Regions from separate parts of the Hordeum vulgare genome. Here region 1 is linked to region 2. A link is a contact called in public Hi-C data. All regions are on one chromosome and are shown on one strand. The core of a region is the stretch at or near the end of the contact, and the rest is flanking DNA. Distances in the headings are between cores, read along the strand shown. Region 1 holds the start of LOC123442809 (protein RST1). Region 2 holds the start of LOC123442807 (tryptophan aminotransferase-related protein 2-like).

Region 1 (3,857 bases), core at 1,005-3,504, 190 kb before region 2:
AGCCAAGTTTTTAGTGTCTGTCATAACTCATAACATGAAAGAAAAGCAAATTAAAAATTTAAGTTGTAGGTTGCAAATGAGAGGGGGGAAGGGGATTCTAAAAAATTAGGGATGTACCATTTTCATGTCTCCATTCAATCAAAAAGGCCAGAAGTTTCAATCCAGCCAGTTGCTCAGATTCAAACTCTAGCGCACTGAGAATGCAGGAAAGAGAACTGAGAACACCAGAAATTTCAGGAAGATAGCATAACCCAAGGTCCTTTTGCACAGCAAACAAATATTTTGATAATCCAAGAACTGCACAAGACATTCCCAGAAGTTGGTGATGAAGTGAACATTGCGACAAAAGTATTTCTAGCAACTCCACACTACTTGCTTGGGCATCATAGGCTGGCTGTTAAAAGAAGCAAGTTATAGCACAAGTATGATGCATTGCTGATACATAGGAATTATATAAGCATTTGAACTGAAGAAACTAAAGAAAGAAAATTGACCCTAGAAGGCTATAACTAACTGGTTAGTTGCCTAACTGGCTCCCTACCCCAGTTCCATCAATGGATGGTGAAACATAGAGGAGGCTCATGTGTAAATGCAGCACCATACTAATCAGTATATTAGGAAGTTAACCTACAGTACAAACGAACTATGCCCAGGTGTATTCCCTTAGCGATTGTATAAATATATAAAATTAACTCACCATACATTTCCATAACTCCTAGGTTATACTCCCTCCGTTCCTAAATATAAGTCTTTTTAGAGATTTCAATACGGACTACACACGGATGTATATAGACATACTTTAGAGTGGAGATTCACCCGTACTGCTCCATATGTAGTTCATATTGAAATCTCTATAAGGACATATATTTAGGAACGGAGGGAGTAGTTGACAAAAGATTTATAAACGGCAGGAGCAAACTGTTTGGTTCTGTGTTTTAACTCCACAAGCGTAGCCTAGAATATGAATTTCCTGAGTTTCTAAATTCATAACCAACATGACTGCATTTTACAATATCAGTAAGACAAGGATACAATTATTTACACAAAATTAGCAGATAGAACATAGAAGAGCAGTACCCTTTGAGCATGAGCTAACTTCCTCAGTAATAGCACATATGCATCGACCAAGCACTCCACAGAACTAAGCCAGAGCCGCCCTTCCTGAAGAAAAAGAAATGCAGGCAACGTTATGTGCAGAGTAAGATAATTTCCCCCTTTGAGGCTTTAACAACTACAAAATACACTGCCAAATACATTCCCAGTTATGCACAATCAGCTGCATGAACTTCATGTGTTTTCCCTGCATTGTGCACTATCAACTGAACCCGACTATAAACAATAACATTAGCATCCATAGGAACAGGAACCGTAACACCCGCAATCGCTCTTGCCACAACAAGCATTGCTCGAACACAAACGAAATGCAAAACGACTGTGATGTTGTTTATGTGCCCTAGATTCCTCGCAGTTTTGCAAACAACTGCATTCCCCAGAAGAAGAAAAAAGAATACCACCATCGATGAGGGAATAGACCAAAACACATACCTCCCCATCCCCGCGGCCGAAATGCAGCAAGCTCTCGCCGAGCAATTTCAGCAATGGGACCGCCGCATCCGATTTTGCCGCTGCAGTAGCCGCTGCGGCAAGCGCGCCGATCAAATCCCTCGCGAACGCGGTGTCCCCCTTCCTCACCACGGCAAACATCACGAAAGGCCTCAGGAACCCCACCGCGCCGTCGACCCCCTCGGCCACCATCCTGGCCGCCTGCCGCGACAGCTCCGCTCGCGCGCCGTCAGCGCCCGACGCGAGGGCCTGGACGAAGGGGTGGTTGTGGGGCGGGAAGCGTAAGCCAGCGGGGCCGGAGCGGAGGACGCAGGAAACGAGCGCGGCTACGGCCTTGACGAGGCATGAGACCAGGCGGGGAGACGGGGAGGCGGAGAGGGGCGCGATGAGGAACGGGAGGGCCTCGTCGGGGCCGAGGAGGTCGGCGCGGGAGGCCGCGAGGCGGGCGAGGGACGCGGAGGCGTAGGCGGCGACAGCGGCGTGCGGGGAAGCGAGGAGGGAGGAGATGCCGTCGTGGGCGGCGGAGGGGAGAGGAGGGGGCAGCGTGAGGAGGTGGCGGAAGAAGGCCGCGACGGCGTGGCGCTGGAGTGTGGGGTCCGGGACGCGGGTGCGGTCGACGAGGCGGGAGAAGGCCGCGGCGCCGGACGAGGCGGAGGCCATGGCGATGCGGTGGCCGGAGACGGAGATGGCTGTGGACTACTTGACTGTTGGGAGACTGGAGTAAAAGCTACCCGTACCAGGCCGATCAAGTCGTCCAGATGAGATGGGCCAACTGTTGCGGCCTAACTCGACAATCGTGGGCCTAATCTTCTACGTTTCCCATCATGGCCAGTGTGGATAATTGGCCTTGCCTCATAAACAAATCGAATAGTTGGTCTTTCTTACCCCTCAAATCAAAAAAAAAAAAAAAAAAAAATTGGCCTTTCTCCTTGTGTTTTGACGCTGTCGACGTGTGAGTCTCAAATGAAAAACAAACAAAGTCTGTTTCGAGTAGAATGTGGTCTGTATCTCGCTCTCTCCAGCATAATCATCAATTATGGTTCAAATATCCACAACATACTATGCCAAGCATAGGAGCTCTAGAAACGTACCAATGGGGATTCCACACTCCCTCAGAACACTTTACTCCTTTGGTGGTCCACCAGCCACTCAATCATTGATTTTTATTTACATTTATGTTATTTACTTCAAAGTATGCTCCACTATTCACTTATATTTATTTTCACCCTCATTTTGCTTTAAGTCTATAATTATTTACAGGCATAGAAATATATAATTCACTGCGAGAGGCAAAATTTCAATTCTTGTGTTGTCTTTGAGATCGATACTCTTCCTTAAAAAGCTACAACCAAACCATGTGCACTTGCTTGCTATCATTCATGCAGGCATAAGGAATCTGCAAACTCTCATGAAGAAAAATCACATTTGTGCCATTCCTGGTGTGAAATTCGACAAAAATCATCTCTACGGTGCTTGTGAGGCCGGCAAGTTGGCCAAGAAGCATAATCGTCAAAAACTATCATGACTACCACAAGATCTCCCAAAAATCTTTATGTGGATTTATTCAGGCCTTGAAACTATATGCAAGTTTCAGTGGCGGTCATTATGGTCTCATTATAGTGGATGATTTCTCTTGATATACTTTGCTATTCTTTCTTGAGGACAATGTCTACACCCAAGATATCTGTTGGAAATATGCCCTAGAGGCAATAATAAAATGGTTATTATTATATTTTCTTGTTCATGATAATCGTTTATTATCCATGCTAAAATTGTATTGATTGGAAACTCAAATACATGTGTGGATACATAGACAACACACAGTCCCTAGTGAGTCTCTAGTTGACTAGCTCGTTGATCAAAAATGGACAAGGTTTCCTGGCCATAGACAAGTGTTGTCACTTGATAAGGCGATCACATCATTAGGAGAATGATGTGATGGACAAGGCCCAAAGTATGAACATAGCATATGATCGTGTCAGTGTATTGCTACTATTTTTCTGCATGTCAATGTATCTATTCCTATGACCATGAGATCATGCAACTCCCGAACAACGGAGGAATGCCTTGTAGGTATCAAACGTCACAATGTAACTGGGTGACTATAAAGGTGCTCTACGAGTATCTCCGAAGGTGTCTGTTGGATTGGCGTAAATCAAGACTGGGATTTGTCACTCCGTATAACGGAGAGGTATCTCGGGGCCCACTCGATAATACAACATCACAACAAGCCTTGCAAGCAATGTGACTAAGGAGTTAGCCACGGGATCTTGTATTACGGAACTAGTAAAGAG
Region 2 (4,192 bases), core at 1,520-4,019:
ATCACCTCCAGACGCCTTTCGAAGGGGGGGGGTGAATTTGACCTGGGATCGTCGGGGCTAATTTTGACTAAAACCGACACAAAACGACATTCTAGAGACGCGACTAGCGATTTTTTAAACGCTGACGATTAAAAAAAAACTTGGAAGGGCGTTCTGGGGGCGCGGGAGATGCTCTTACGCTCCCGCAAAGGTAACCAACAGAGGGACACTCTGTTCTTACAATAGAAAACATCAATAATCAGAGGCCAGGATTCGAACTCTTAACTCTCATCCCAGCTCAGATTAAGAATAAGCTAACTATCAAAAGGAAAAATCCTATGCGCTGGACACTGGCACCCCATGACTGAGGCGATCTGAGCTGAGCACATGACCTATCACCAGATGTGGAACACACACATGACAATGGAATCCTAACAACAGAGTGCCCTATACTTTCCTGTTTCCCCAGGTTTAAGTACGCAGATCAATCGTGCCACACATGAGCGCAAACAGTAGCCGCATACGGCGGCGCCGCCACGCCATGTGTTTCCCATACTCTCATCAGCAGCACATGCAGACGGAATGGTCTGCTGCCTAATAACATGCTACTGAAACTCCCCGGAACTGAGATTCAGATTTGGTTCTAGAAGCCCATGCTCGTGATTGCATACAGCGACGCGTCGTGGATCGGGTCACCGGCAAACAGCAGTGACGCTGATGCCTCGCCGCCGGCCCTACGAGAAAGACCGATGATACCCTTTCCCCAAAGTCTCGTCACGCCCATATGGTTAACCACCATGCGCATGTGGGTGGCGGGCTTGGGACAAGGAAATGGGGACAGAGAGAAATCAGTGGCACCGTCGAGATCGAGGTGTCCCCCGCTGTCCTAATCCCTGGCCCATCACCTCATCATTTAGTGGGGAATGATACGATATTGACAGGATTTGCCGTCCTTGTCAGTTGTCACACAACATTTCATCGCCCCCAATGGGCAACGGATGCCATTGTTTTATGCCACCCAAGGTCAGTTGTGTCTTTGTGTTTGTAAAAAATCTGAACTTGAGAGGGATTTTCTTTAATGTCGCACTTACCGAATAGTAGGGCGCCGTGGAGACTACGCTCATGGGCTGGTCGGCATCGGCGGGCGAGAGGGCGTAGAGCGCCGCCATGAAGAGCTGCGTGGAGCCGGTGCCGACGAGGACGTGGTAGCCGTCCACGGCGGCGTTGCCGACGGTGCGGTGGAGCCGGCGCACCTGCTGGTCGAACAGAGGCTCCATGAACCAGCAGACGTTGCTGATGTCTGAAAAGTACGACATGGTTTGCCAGCCCGGGATGACGAGCTCCGCCGCGTCGCCGGTCTCCCGCCAGAAGGCCTCAAACATGGTCGGGTCCCCGCTGCAGCCGACAGAACGAATGTCAAACGCGTTTGCAACTTTGTATATGAAATGAGATTGGAATAGATTCGGAGGGTTTTTAAAAACAAAGGTGAGAACAGATTCGGAGGGTTTTTTTAGAACGAAATTGGGAACAGATTCGGGCGCGGGCGGCCATCAACCATGATTCGAGCTCATGTGGTGCTGCTTCGATGGCGGAAATAGACTAGTTGCGAAAATGAGAGCAAAATCATGGCGACAGGTGCATGCACGGCGGATGAATCTGGCATCGACCGCCCCAAGATCGGAGTTCATTCCTCCTTGACATTGACACTGAACAAGGACATGCTCCGCGGGGAAGAGGACCCATTGCCGGCTCGTCAAATTACAGATAGTATTTTTACTGCAAAAATTTACCACGGGGAAAAAAGAATCAAGGAACAGAGACTTAACTGGTCGAGGTTAATAACCGAATCCGAAGTAACTGCTGGTTTCCCGGTGGACGGCGCTCTCGCCGTCGCGCCGCTCGTGCCCGGCTGCGGGGCGCAGGCGTGCTGTTGCTGATCAGGAGAGATGACACCGTGATGGTGGTGGTGCGGCTGGTTGACGATGTACTGCTGGAGTAGGAGCGGGAGCGCGGCGACATTGAATGCGAGAGAGACAAAGATGCCGACCAGCCAAAGTGGCATGCGTCCCGCCGGCCGCCTCCGGCCGGTGTCCTTGGTGGCGGAGTGTACGCTGGTATCGCCTCTTGGCTTCTTTCCCCGGAGCGACTTGTCGCTGCCGTTCGTGGTCACCGCGCCACCGCCGCCGCTGCCGCAGGGAGAAGCGAACACTTGCACCGACGGCGGCATTAGGCCGCCGTTCCCTTGGAACTCCGCCGCCGTGCGGCGCCGGGGCGGCGCCATGACGCCCGGAGGAATCAAAGCCTTTTCTAGTGTGAGAACCAGCCCACTAAAAAGAAAAACGACAACAACGAACCACAACAACAACAACAACAACAGATGTCTTTTGGCGAGAAGGGCTCTTCGATCGGCTGGAATCAGCCGGCTTTTGGGGGAGAAAGATTCAGCGGAGGTGCCCAAACCGACGGGTTCAGTTCAGAGCTCGGACCTCGGAGCTGCTTGACTAGTTACGGCAAGTAATGAAGTCCCACCTGTTTCTCTCCCTCTCTCCAGCGCTGAGGCTGACTTCACTGACGCCCGAGCCCTGCCACTCTCTCTGCTGTTGCTCTGTGAATCTGAGCAGCTGAAGCACTGGAGCAGTGATGAGGAGGTGGGGCTGGGAGAGAGAAGCAGCGTCTGTGCGATGTGAACGGTCGATGGAACAGGCAGAGTGCGCAGCTGCTTCAGCGTAGTGGCGCAGAGGGAGGTGGAGGTGGAGGTGGAGGGAGGAGCAGGGTCTGGGTGCCTCGACTGCACTGCACTGCACTGCACTGCACGGCTTTATTTATATTCTTTCTGTTTCCGTGTGCAACGGCGAGGATGATGATTGACAGCGTGTTTAAAGATTCAATTGTTGAATTACAGGCGGCCCCTATATGTATGTGAAGTAAATTCTGAAAATCTGGGGTAAAATGGACAAATCTGATATGTCACACAAGAAAATCGCAAAGTAAATCGTGTTCGAAACAAATTTATTGACATAACCTTTTGTGTGGTGGCCGACAGGAAGCGTCACACTAAAATCTAGTGCTTAGTGACACGGTATCAAAAGATACAACTTTGTGTGGACCCTTTTTGATAGAAAGATATATGCAAGAGGCTAGATAGTTTGAGAGTTGTCACATCCATACAACCAAACAAAGGTGACACTTTCTGCCTTTTAAAAAAAGTGACACTTTTCGTTTCTGGTCAGATTTTTGAATGGTAGAAAATTCCAACACACCCTTGGCACACAGATTTCAGAGGTTGTTCTCTTTTGCAATTGATGTTTTTTCCACTGCTGAAGAGGTTTTCCTCCTTTCTGAGGCAATGACATGACCAGCTTGTTCCATCTGCCACTCTCTAAAAGAGCTATTGAAGAGTTACAAACTATGCAAACCCTAATCCAGAATTTACACAGAGATCATTCAAGGAATGATGTCTGGCTATGGGGGGAAGATGGAAAAGGGTACTCAACCAAAAAAATACATGCATGTTCACAAACCAATCACTGGCAATCCTTTACTTAACTGGATCTGGAAGAGTTGTTGTACAATGAAGATCAAGGTTTTCTCCTCAATGCTGATCATGGACAGGTTAAACACATAGGACATGCTCGAGAGAAGGCACTGGAATGTTTGTGAGTCTAACCTGTGTGCTCTATGCCATGCAAGGATCAAGGAAGACATGGATCATTTGTTCTTCACTTGCATGTTTAGCACGAGAGCGTGGAACTACCTACAATTTGACTGGCAGGGGGGCTCCATGTGGGACATTTTCATAGGTGCAAGGAGGGATTTCCAAAAACCTTTCTTCACTGAAGTGGTTCTCACTGCCTGCTGGAACATCTCGACTACAAGGAATGCTAAAGTATTCAGAAATGAGCATCCTAGATTCAGCACATGGAATAGAAACTTTGTGCATGACATTTCCTTACTAGCTCATAGAATTAAGGCTAGTTTTAGGGATGACCTGTTAAAATGGGTTTCATTCTTACCCCCTTGAGGTTAGTACATTGTGTTTTTGTTTGTCCAATAGACTAGTCATGTACATTGTAATCTGTGTTATAAAATAAAAGAAAAGGTTGTGGGGTGTTTTGCTCTATAGTAGTCGGTCAAAAAAAGAAAGGAATGAGGGCCTGTACCCTCTTGGTCCCCTCTGAAGACAATTCTGAAGGCCCCTCAGTGTCCGGAGCCA

The links. A called contact is a pair of places that touch in the nucleus more often than the background predicts.
Region 1: a contact with region 2 is called in a Hi-C map of seedling, with 2.6 times the contacts expected there. The contact joins the promoter of LOC123442809 here to the promoter of LOC123442807 in region 2. A contact is called at or near these places in 2 of 6 Hi-C or Micro-C datasets (leaf and seedling).

The regions. Positions count from the first base shown.
Region 1 is chr3H:33,542,801-33,546,657 of MorexV3_pseudomolecules_assembly, reverse strand. It overlaps LOC123442809 (protein RST1), which reads right to left and starts at 2,254. Exons shown (of 24, transcript XM_045118957.1): 1 at 1,546-2,254; 2 at 1,078-1,161; 3 at 118-394. The coding sequence starts at 2,223.
Region 2 is chr3H:33,354,606-33,358,797 of MorexV3_pseudomolecules_assembly, reverse strand. LOC123442807 (tryptophan aminotransferase-related protein 2-like) reads right to left here and starts at 2,769. Exons shown (of 5, transcript XM_045118956.1): 1 at 1,806-2,769; 2 at 1,071-1,374. The coding sequence starts at 2,260.